2 separate regions of the Anas platyrhynchos genome follow, and region 2 is linked to region 1. A link is a contact called in public Hi-C data. All regions are on one chromosome and are shown on one strand. The core of a region is the stretch at or near the end of the contact, and the rest is flanking DNA. Distances in the headings are between cores, read along the strand shown.

Evidence for each region. A called contact is a pair of places that touch in the nucleus more often than the background predicts.
Region 2: a contact with region 1 is called in a Hi-C map of F5 follicle, with 2.7 times the contacts expected there. The contact joins the enhancer-like site here to the promoter of MAPK1 in region 1. A contact is called at or near these places in 2 of 8 Hi-C or Micro-C datasets (F5 follicle and skeletal muscle).

What each region holds. Positions count from the first base shown.
Region 1 is chr16:10,111,059-10,117,107 of IASCAAS_PekinDuck_T2T, reverse strand. It overlaps MAPK1 (mitogen-activated protein kinase 1), which reads right to left and starts at 2,296. Exons shown (of 8, transcript NM_001310807.3): 1 at 2,137-2,296. The coding sequence starts at 2,279.
Region 2 is chr16:10,154,684-10,160,732 of IASCAAS_PekinDuck_T2T, reverse strand. LOC106017615 (a long non-coding RNA gene) reads left to right here. Exons shown (of 5, transcript XR_002402937.4): 3 at 509-684. Among named protein-coding and RNA genes, the nearest start is that of YPEL1, 14 kb to the left of the region's middle. Within about 2 kb of position 3,447, at least 3 of the 8 cell types and tissues checked have an H3K27ac peak or open chromatin away from gene starts, as enhancers often do. A contact at or near this core is called in F5 follicle, where this site is marked.

The DNA of each region.
Region 1 (6,049 bases), core at 1,047-3,546:
CTGACAGCTTGCCCTCTACCACCCCCCACCCCAAAGGGAGATGCTTCTGCAGATGCTCACTGCATTAGCAATCAAAGCAAGGTAAGAAACAGGCAGCATTAATCTGCACAAGCTATACCCCGCTGATCTGTAAGTAAAGCTACTTAATCATAGTTGCTTGTGTGCTATGCACTACAGCACGTTACAGTTGCTATGGCATTTAGCTAGAACATGTGCATCCAACACTTTCCTTATCGAGTACACAGCATAAACTGAGACTTTGTTCCCTGTCATTTCACACCCAAGGCAGAGATCAATAATCAAGAGCACAGCATAACAAGCTTCGTATTTCCAATTAGTATCTTAAGAGGAGAAAATGCAGGAGCCAAATGTGTATTTCAATTACACTGGAGATTTGTATTTTTTTAAGCAACTACATGCAGCATCCAAAGCAGACACGATTTATGGGAGTAAGTTTTTAAATAGCAGATAACCTTCTGCAGGTTGGGAGTAAAAACGGTTTCAGTACCAGAGCAACATATGATTTGGAGGGGAAGAAAGTGACCCTGTTTTCCCTCTATCTGCTCACCAGCATAGTGATGCCAAAAAAGGGCATCCACCGCCGTGGTGCTGCTTCTTGCAATCTGTGATCGGTGGTGAAATACTTCAGCTTTCACATGATGCCTGTGTGTTACCGCTTTCTAACACCCCGTTGATACGAACGGGACGGTGCACAGCACGCATATCGAAAGCTCCCGTGTACTTTCCTAAATCAGGCTGCAAGTGTAAACCAGCGCAGTTAGCGCCGAGGTTATCTGCACTGGCTTAGTTGTGCTAGCTCGGGTGATAAAGCACACAATAACAACATTTGCACCACAAGGTTCATCAGCGCAAGTTTTGGACTGGATGTGTTGTTGTGACTTCTAACACTAAACCAAAAATAATTTTTACCCTGTTAACAGCATTTCTGATTAATACCTTGGAGGTTGTTCCCACAGCAGAAAAGTGAAGGCCACGACTCAGAACTTTCTAACAGAGGCTTATCTCTCAGCTAAGCTCGGGCCTAGATGAAAGCTTCCATTCTGAAAGGCAGGATGACTTCATCTCAACAGGCCAGCACAATTCGGCGACTATACACAAAAACCTATAGCTATAAAAATCCGCAACATATAGCTGAAGGCTGTGAAGAGCCTTTGTTGAGAAGTGTACTGGTGTACAAAAAGATTAAACATCAGAGAGAGAAATTAATGCTGATACAGCTTTCATGAAGTCATGGCCCATAAACCTCATTTAGCACCTCAAAAAATGTGCCGAAAGAACAGCAGCAGTGTTGGAACAAAGTTGGTAGAGCAACATCAGAAAAAGTTTTCTGAATTCCTCCAGTAACTGCAGAATTAAGTTTCTTTAACTACTGAGGAGGACGGAACGAGGAACCCGAGGCGAGATCACCGCGCACGCCAGGCATCACCCAGTCAGTAGATACGCTATCTTGCAGCAGCATCGCAGCTCACCCCTGCACATCTAGGCTACTAAAAAAAAAAAAAAAAAGAAAAAAAAAAAAAGGAAAAAACCACCGCCACCATCTCACCGCCGTCCTTCGGAATTTGGCAGCTCACCCCTTTAGCTCCCTAAGGCTGCTCGTTAGCGGGACTCGGCACCAGCTCTGCCGGCACCCTGCAGCCCAGCGGGGCCGAGGCGCGGTGCCACCTGCCCGCACACAATGCCCGGGCGGAGCTCACACCGCGCCCCGACAGGGGCAGCACGCCCAGACCCCATTTTTTTTTGGGGGGGGGCTCAGACTTTTTTTTGGGGCGGGCACACGGCGAGGTGCAGGACCCCAGCAGCACCCCACGGGCCCCTCACGGAGCCGGGCCCCGAAGCGCGGGGCTGGGGCTGGGGCCGGGCCCGGCCGCGCTGAGGCGGGCGGGGAGCGGGGGGGAGGCGGCGGGGCGATGGCGGGGGGGGGGGGGGGGCAGGGCCGCGGGGCTACCCCGGGGCCGCTCCCCGCAGCCAGGGCGGGCCGCGAGGGACGGGAAGGGAACGGAAAGGAAGGGAAGGGAAGGGAAGGAGGCGAAGGGAAGGGAAGGGAAGGGAGGGGAGGGGAGGGGAGGGCTCGGGCGCTGCCCCGCCGGGCCGGGCCGCGCCGCCGGCACTCACCACACCATGCCGTAGGCCCCCTCGCCGATGTAGGAGAGGTTGGTGTAGCGCGGCCCCACGTCGAACACCTGGCCCCGCACCATCTCCGGGCCCCCGGCGTTGGCGGAGCCGCCCGCGGCCGCGGCCCCCGACACCGCCGCCATGTTGTGTCCGCGCCGGGAACCGCGGGCACCGGGCGCGGGGGGGGGACGGGAGGAGGAGGAAGAGAGGCGGGAGGGGGGACGGCAGGCGGCGAGGCGGCGGGGGAGGAGGCGCGGGAGGAGGCGGAGGGCGGCCGGGAGGACGAGAGGCGTCGCCCGCTCCGCAGCAGCGCCCGCCGGGCCCCGGGCCCCGTCAGCGCCGTGCCCGCCGCGGCCGCTCTGAGGAGACGCCGCCGGCCGCGCGCGCGCGCATCGAGCGGGGCGGGGGGGGAGGGGGGGAGGGGGGGGGAGAGGGAGGCGGGGCCTCGAGCAAAGGGGGCGGGGCCTGGAGGCGATGGGGGCGGGGCTGGGTGGGGACGGGGCGGGGCGGGGCGGGGGGGCGGGGCCGGGGACTGCGGTAACCGCAGCCGCTGGGGAGGGGGCGCGGCGGGCGGGTCACGTGGTGGGCGCGGCGGCGCTGCGGGCCGCCCGCCGCCATTAGAGGCGTGAGGGGGCGGCGGGGCAGGAAATGGAGCCCGGCACGGCCCGGCCCGGGGGCAGCGGGGCCGAGCTCGCTGCGGCGCCTCCTGCCCTGGGTTCGCGGCTGTGCAGGCGCTGCTTAGCGCCGTGCTCACACCGAGCTGCGCTCGTTGCTGCCGGCTGCCCGTGCAGGGCGGGGAAGGCGCCGCGACCTCCGCCTGTCTGCTGCCTCACGGCTCGCTTCGCCCCCAGCAGCCTTGCCCCGGGCCGGGAGCTGACAGGAGTTGAGCGCAGAGGTGCTCACTCCTCTGATTTCACGCTGCAGTTCCGTAACCAGCCCGTATTACAGTGATTTTTAAGCCAAAAAGCAGCCCCGATGTGAAACCCCCCAGCTCCTTCATTTAACTAGAGCTGCTCGAGCTGTGCTCTCTCCCGTTCCTTCCAAAATTCCCCCAAATACATACGTTCACGCCTCTTGGTGTGCCTGCACCTACACACACCATCCCCAGGGCCAAACCCTGCCTGAGGAGCCCAGCCCCTGCCCCATCCCCAGGCACCAGCTCTGCATTCCCCACTGACAGCACTCGCCCAGCAGCTGTTAGCTGACGGTCCAGCTCCTCTGAGGTTCTCACAGCTCGTACTTTGTCCTCTTTTTCAACGTTTCTCTCAGCTCTGACACTGCAGTCCCTTTCTGCTGACATTCCTCCCATTGCCATCTCCCACCTCTCTGCCTTCTGGCACCCCTGTGGGTGCAGCCATCGCCCTCCTCCTCCTCCCAGCTGCCAGAAGGCACCTGAGGCATCACCTCCTGACCAAACACTTGCAATTTGCTGTAGCAGGCTCCAGATACTGTACATTCTCCAGATTACAACTTATTAGCATCCCCCAAAGCATCAGGCTCAGTTTGACCAGAAGCCGAGGGAATTCACGGGTTTCATTGTGCAGCTGGTTGGCCATCTGCAGCCCAAGGTCTCCCCTTAACGCAGCCCTGCCCCGCAGGTCAGGGCTTCAGTTTGATAGAGTGAAAGCTGTCAGGGATGGCCAACAAATCTAATAAACTCCTCCGTGTATTTAACAGACATTGAGCTACACAGCTTTTTTGTTGTGTATTTGAGGGGGAGAGTGCTTTCCATTTATTTTTCCTTGCATCCTTTTCACGATGCGTTCTGTACTTTAGAAACCCAGCATTATTTTTCTCAGAAATTTTAGACAGCAGTAAATGTGAATAAATGTTTAAATTTTCTGAAAACAAGTAAAGTAAGATTTAAAAGGTTCTCAACTCCAAAAATGAAATTATGGTTACAGTTCTGATTTCTTACATAAATAAATCTGTCATCAGCAAATGCAAAACAAATGATTATAGGGAATCTAGTTTAAACACAACCTGTCATAGCAAAATTTAATTAAAAACTGGTGTGAATCTACATTATTTTCTACCTTCACAAAGATGCATCAGAACAAAAAGAAAACCACCCAGGCAGGCCAGGAAATTGTGGAAAGACCATCAGCACCTTTGAATGTTGTGTTCAAATATGTTCAAGCCAACTAAACCCAAATAAGCAACCAAAAGGCTATGGTGTACTTTGCCAACAATTTCTCTTGTGACAGAACTTAGCGTACATATTTCAGTTAGCGAGGTAGGCAGGCTGGATAGAAATATTATCAATTGCTTTTCAGCCTATTTAAGTACACTGCCATTACCTGCACTTCAACGTTGGGTCTGGGTCTTTCACTTCAGCAAGGTGACATTAGAGCCTCAATTCTGAAAAGAATGTAAATGTGTTTTACAAAAATTATTAGTTTGACAATCAAAATAATGGGTTATGTTGGTGGGGATAGGTGATACTACAAAATGACAGCAGATAATGAAAAGCAGAGGGTAAAACTGTCTCCATGCCTCAAACAGAAACAAAAACACTGCTAAGAAGAGCTTCTCCAAAGAGAAATGCAGTCCCTTCTGTTTGAAAGCTATATTAGGAAACAGCTAAGCCATACAATAGGTCAGTTTAAATATGCCATGGTTTGGACCATCTCCATCTTCATATCAAGTTCAGGAGTCACATGGATGAGTTCATTCTACAATCAGGGTCCGCAAATTCTCTGTACAGTTATACACATCTACTTTAACTGTTAACTTCACGTTCCGTAAATAGGTCTCTTGAAAAGCAAATGTCATACTAGGAAAGGCCCTAGGTGTCCTGGAAACAGCATGATCAGGTTTAGGCAAAGAACAAACAACACGCAACTGCCCTACAGTGTCATATTCTATTGGGGGTGGAAGGGGGTTCATTTTTTATTTTTTTTTTTAATTAAAGCTGCATCTCCTAAAATCATCACCACTGTGACAGTTGTATTATTTGCGTGGAGATACTGAAGATGCAGCTTTTATAGTATTTGCTGCAGGAGTATGGTATTTGCTTTCAGAGTACCTCAGTATGACCCTGACCTGCCACCCTCATCGTTGAAACAAATTACATACAATTTACATATATAAAACAATTTTTCCCAGCACTAGTTAAGGAGACCTCAAGCCTCTGTGGGGGGGAGAAAAAAAAAAAAAAAAAAAGAGAAATAAGACATGTAAGATGTTTCATAAAGATATATTTTAACTTCTCAGGCACTCAGGAACCATGGTGATGTATGAGACACAAACTTAAATTGCTTAGATATGAGCTCTGATCCACTGGGAACTACCCTAAGATTCATGAAGAGCATCAGATGCTAATAACTTCTAGGCAGTACCTACCTGGGCTTGATTTAACTGGTGACATACAGCCAAAATCCCTTGAGATTAATTTCCATTTAAATATCGGCCATTGCTTTGGCTGTGTGAAGTGACCTTAGCATAAATGAGAATCTCTCTGTAATCTTATGCTGTTGGGAAGTCAAAAGTTTCATGCTCAAAGTGCTGGATAACTTGATGACAAAACAAATTTAATTCTTTTTGTCCTAGTATTTTCTTTTTTCCCCCATTTAGCATTCTGACTGAATTTGCAGGAAACTTATGGTGGCTTATACTTTATGGGCTTAAAATTAATAAACAGATTGCTATGTTTGTTTTGTGCGTGACAAGGGGAGCACAAAGGATTATTAATCGCAGAACTGTTCTGTCAGAAACAGCCTTGATTTTGCACTGGATATCATTCTGTCACTGTCACGCTGTCAGCACTGTAGGGTGTGTATTATCTATCATGTTCTTGTTAGATTTGCTGTTCACAGATACGATATAGCTTGAAAGCTCAGGTACAATTTCAACTCATTTTTGTGTTCTTTAGTTTTGTGCAAGTAGTTTACAACTATATTATAAATATTTT
Region 2 (6,049 bases), core at 2,198-4,697, 42 kb before region 1:
GACTGAAGTATGGGTAAAAATAAAAGTGAAATGGTAAATTCCATGCCCAAGTCTCTGACTCTAACAGCTGCTGTATTTCTTAAGACCTGCAAAAATCAGCAGTGTAACACACAAGCAAGTAAGAACTAAAGATCTACAAAATCCTCCTCTTTCTGAGTAGGTCTTCTTCAGCCTTGTGCAGTCCAGAGGCAGGCAGGTCACCACATCTTCACTGTGATCATCAGGGGTTGGACCAGATAACCTTCAGAAGTTCCTTCCAACCTGATTTTTTCAATGATTATCTGTGTTAGCCTGACATACATTTGACAAAAGCTATCATATAACTGCAAAGAATTACAAAAAGATCTCAAAATAATTACTGGCTAAGCCATAAGAAATACAAATAAAATTCTAAGTAGACAGTTCATTAAACCTATGAAATAGGAAAACATTTCTGAGCAATAAACTCTGCATGTTCAAGAAAGCATTCTGGCAAAATACACTCGCCTTGTTCTTACATTCTCCCTAGGCACCCACTGCTGGCCCACGTCCCCTTTGGAGTGCCCATTCTTCAGCTAAGGCCAGGCATTAATCCAATTCCAGGACAATGTTTAAGCCTTCCCAACAGGACGGACTGAAGAAGAACAACGGATTACAAGAGACAACAAATTGAAAAACGGTAAAATCTCTGGAAGGGCACACCAGGTAAAGCACCTCTGGCACCACCTCTTACTTGGGGAGGGAGACAGGGCACTGGGGTGGTCATATTTTTGGACTGACCTAATAAAACCCCACGGCATCAGAAAAAAACACTCAATAGCATCATAACATCTGCCGACTACCAATCTCTGGAAGCTGCCCGCCTGTGGTATAGTTGCAAGTACGATATGGGGATTGTGTTTGTAGGAGAGCACAAGCTGGGTTTATGTATCCATTTTCTTCAGGCTTTTTAGATATTAGCTAGCTCCTCACTACACAAGTAGCTGCAAAGGGTATACAAATGTACTTATTATTCCTGAACAGACCAGATAGTGATTTTGTCATTATTACTAGTTTACTTGAAGATTCTAAAAATAATCCAGGGCATAGAAGTGTGCACTTGAAAAGCAAATAAGATTTTCCCTCCTCCAAATTCAAGTACGGTTAGCAGGCAATAGCAATGTAGGATCACTGAAATGTGGTCTTTTTTTTTTTTTCCTACAATGAAAATGACTAGGCATTCAAGTGATTCATACATTTAAGTAAAAACAAAATACACACATGCAAAATTTCAGTGCTTTAACACAAAAATGTCATCATGAATCCATTCTCAGTGCAAATGAATGCCACGGTAATACTCGAATATCTGGAATAAGCAATTTAAGAGCTGAAATAGCCTCTCTTGGTTAATTAATTGCTATCTTTGTTTGAGGAGGTGTGTGGCAATTTGCAGATAGCAATGTTTATACAAGAAATGCCACAAGCTTCATTGTTGCTGCCCACCTCTACCCACAAAAACACTTGGGTTATAATCATCACCTTCAGACAAACTCTGTTACACACAAGGATTTCATTCACTCAAGAGGATTACTCCTAAGACATTTCTGTTTTCTAGTACCTGTTTGTTTGTAGTTTGGTTGCTTTTTGTGTGTCAGAGATTCCATTCAATAGCTGTCATGGGCATAATATTTTATTCTGAGAAGCACTGCATTTATTTTGAGCATGTTTATTCTCTGAACTAAATATTTAGTTTGATATGCTTGCTGTAAATAGGCTCAATTGCCCCTTAAGGTAAAAGGCCACAAGCTACAGTGTCACAGCTCCTGCTTTGAGAAACAGTTTGATCCATCTTAAGTGGAACAGTTTCCAGAGAAATGTTTCCACATGGTAAGTATTTGCTTCTTAATTAATCTAAATCCCTTAAAAAGAATCAGGCTCTCAAGGACTGTATGTCACAGCTGCAGAGAAGCATATTTAGAGGGAAGAATAAGGTGAAGAATTAGGTGAAGAGCAGTTGAAAGCTAAGGAACAGGAACGTTGGCATATCCAGTCATTCAAAGACACAAGCAACACTGAAAGGTCATTTCTTTCTCTCTACTTTAAATGACTGATGTAAAAGGAAAGCAATATTCTTAATTACTTAATAAAAACATGAAGGGAAGCTATAGTCTAAAATAAATGCATTAATACAGTCACTTTCAACAGAATATGGCTGGCAGTGTCTTAAGTCTGGCCCAAAGTATTGGATATCCACATCTTGAAATTACTTGTTCTTTGCTCATATACTTAGTGCTATTTAAATTCTGAATATAGCTAACAGTATTAGACAGCATCACATTGTGTTTTTTGGCTCACCAGAGTTGCAACTCTTTTCTGCTTTTCCCCTCCTGAGCAGTTCCAAAACAACTCCAAACTACATGCTGTGCAAGTGCTGCATGATTGCCACTAGAGCTCTGTTGCCCATTCCTTCAAATAGCTGTGCTTGCACTGCAGAGCATTAGCACAATTATTTTTTCAAAATGAATGCACCAAACATTTTCTAAACCTTAATTTTGCTAAAAAATTTTTTTTTCAAATTAATACACTCAATGACCATCACCACAATACACAAGGAAGGCAAAACCCTTCTTGATATATCTCTCTGTCAAGTCCATTGTACAAAACAAAGCCTGCATAGCCAAAGGTACTAAGAACCTTGGCTAGTACCATCTCACAAGGAAGCATCATTTTACCTTAAAAGAAAATCATCTATTGACTGTCCTCAGAGGAAAATAATAATAATTGATTACAAAATCAAAGCTGGAGTGAATACTGCTTCCAGGTGAATGCAAATAGTGGCAGAGAGGAAAATCTAATTACTCACAGACAAAGAAACAGCATTCAGTCTGCACTGACAGGAAAAGAAAAAAAAAAAAAAAAAAGAAAAAAAAAATGAAGCAATAAGGAAATGGAAGAGAAAACTGCAGGGGATGATTCCATAGGGATGCTGTGATGGAAGGAACAGCATCAAGGACCATGTATTTCAAAGAGCTGATCCCTCTGCTTCCCCTTCCAACTCAGGTATACCTTTCTAAAAAGGCCTATTTCCCTGGTAAGGTTTAGAAAGACACTTTTTACCTGGATATGTAAAAGACAACTGACTGCAGCCTCAGGTATTTGGGAACAGCAAATCTCTTACCTCTGCAGCACCCCAGGAAATTCAGCCATTTTAATGTTTTCTTAAAGCATGCTGTAGGATTGACTAAGGGATGCATCCATCCCCCAAAGAAATGGCACAAAAATCCTTAAATATTATCTACTGCTGTACTAAGAACAGGCCATCCACAACACATGCATACAGGAAGGCAAATTGCTTGGAAATACTTAACATCTGACTGCTGATTAGATCACCTCAGGACTGCTTTCTAGAAGGGGATATTGTTTATAAACACATCCCCATCAGCTCCTAGCAGTGCCTGCCATACCTTTCCTCCTTCCTGCACACCTCTGGACCCAGCCACCCAGCACTTGGTGCTCTATTTCTGACTGTTGCATACCAACCATGAACAAAATGCAGCAGGGGAGCGTATCTTTTATGTTTTTAACTAAAGCATAGCACTTTGTCTTCTCTACACAGCTCAGAATGCTACCACTTCTTCCACCAGTCTCTCAGTTAGATAGGAAGAGAGTCCTTTACTGGAGCTGATAAGCTCCAAGGACAAAACCCTACAACAGCAAGTTTCCTATCTGCTTCCAACCATAAATAATTTTGTTTTCCACTTGCTTTGTGAATTATTAGAGATATTTACCTAAAATGTATTATTGCTCCACTGACAATCAGTTTGACATAAGTGTTGATTTACTGTCTTCTAGAAAATTATGTTGCAAAGTCACTGTGTAGAAATAATTGCTGTCATGCCATAGTTTCCTGGAACTTGTTACTAGAACCAGACTGCTTTAAGTGCAATGTGCAGGTCCTTCAGGAAAGTGCAGTTAAGATTTAGAGCTAAGGTAACATCACACGTTTACAGAGCAGCACCACAAATAACTTGACCATGTGTTTACAGTAATTTTATTTACAAGTTACCACATGACACCTGTAGTACTACAGTTTTTGTAACACCATTAGCAGTAAAATAAGTCACATCTAAAGAGTAGGAGACAGCAGAGAAAAATGTGCACACAATGCAGAAAAGCTATTCAGTTATGACTGAAAGTAGGTATTTTTCTACAGACTCTGAAAGCAAGGAGGAATATACGTGTTGAAAAGAGCAAGTTCTTCACCCCTGTTATTTCTACTTTTTTTTTTTTTTTTTTTTTTTTTTTTTTACAGTGATACTTCAGTATGATGAGTACTACACACTAGTACTCAGATGCAAGTGGTGGGGAGATAACTATCTTAATACCTTGTCCTTTTGAGCACCCAGAAAGGAAAAGCAAACCTTCCCTCTTTTAAAGGAAAGTTATCCAGGGCAGATTTACTTGCAGAGCCAGTAGTGCAAAATCGCTACTGAGGGGTGAGGAGGGACAGAACTTAAGACTAGAGAGTTCCCATGCATTGCATATTGCCTGAGTTCTCATCTGGTCTGGAGTTAAGTAGTTGGTGAGCAAAACCAGTTGCAGCATTCCACAAGTCTTTTTACAGTGCCATGATCTAATAAGGCTGAGCGTAGCTTAGCAGAATCCCAAAATCGAGCAGAGAAAAAAGCCCTTCTGCTGTTTTATAATCCTTGGCTCTAACGATGCTGGTGTTGAGCCTGGGCCTTTCTCAAGAGGAAAAACGTGGAGGAGCATTTCTGAAGAAACTCTCTAGTTCTAGATGTATTCTGATGATAAGAAAATAACCTTATTGCAGCATCAGATGCAACCCTTTTCTGCTTCAAAGTACAGCAGCAGCTTCCAGAAAGCAAACATGGTATTCAGAATGCATCCTGCCCTGCCCCCCTTACCCCCCCCCCCCCAAAAAAAAAGGAAAAAAAAAGGAAAAACACACACACAAAAAAAAGCAAAACAAAAAAACAACTATCTTTAATAGCCTCGTGCAACTGTCAATGCACAAAATCCATGCTAGTGGCAACTGCTGGAAAAACAATGAAATAAAAGCTGCACAGTAATAATTATTTCCACTACTAACTACACACAGGATATATTGCTTTTGGTACAATGCCATTTATTGTCACAAGAAGAAAACCAGTGATTACGCTGGGCACACATGAATTATGCAGACCTTTGCCATGCTGGAATAACAGCATATTATAGTTAGAGAAATGTCATCAAGTCAGCTGTAAAAACAGCTTAATACAGTTCTCCCAGCATACCAAACCACCCTCAAAAACAAGTTTATAAATTAAGCTTAAGCTACAAAAGAATACTTAAGAAATGACCATTTGTTTTTTCTTTAATCCCCACCTTTGTCCTGAGGACCGCATATACACTGCACATGAGAGCAAACAGAATTAAACACAGCTACAGTGACACCAACAACGTTCATATACATACTTTTGAGTGTGTGAACTGGCCTGCAGAAGTTTGTTCCCCCCACATTTGAAGCCTACCTATTCAATGAACCTGTAAAAGTGTATACAAGAACTAGCAAAGCTTAAAAAAAAAAACAACACGTTAAAAAATCTGTTTTGAACTTGAGTCTCAGATGTGTCAACTAAAAGCTAGAATATTTGTGAGTTTTAACACTTCTAGGAATATAGAAAGGTTTTTTTTAGCCAAAATTTTATCTCAAGTGCTAGCTATTGAGACTAAAGGTGAGCTAGGAGAAAGGCTTGACTAAAAAACCTTCCCCTGAATTGTTCCACTCACTTGTGATATGATCAATTCACTAAGTCTCAAGCCAAAATTCTGAACATTCAGCATTTTTGCATTTTCAGTTTTAAGGCAGAAAAACATCTTCGGAAGAAGCCATTTAGTTTTAGATATAAGAACAAAAGTAGAAGGTACATCTTAAGTCTTTTTCAGTAATAGCTTATTATTATTATTATTATTATTTTAAGTATGCTATTCCCTTACAGCTTTGGGTTTTACTATTTTGAAATAGAAGTGTGAAAGAACGCATCCTATTAGAGAGACTGAAACAGTTTTCCATTGTTATTTCTGGGTT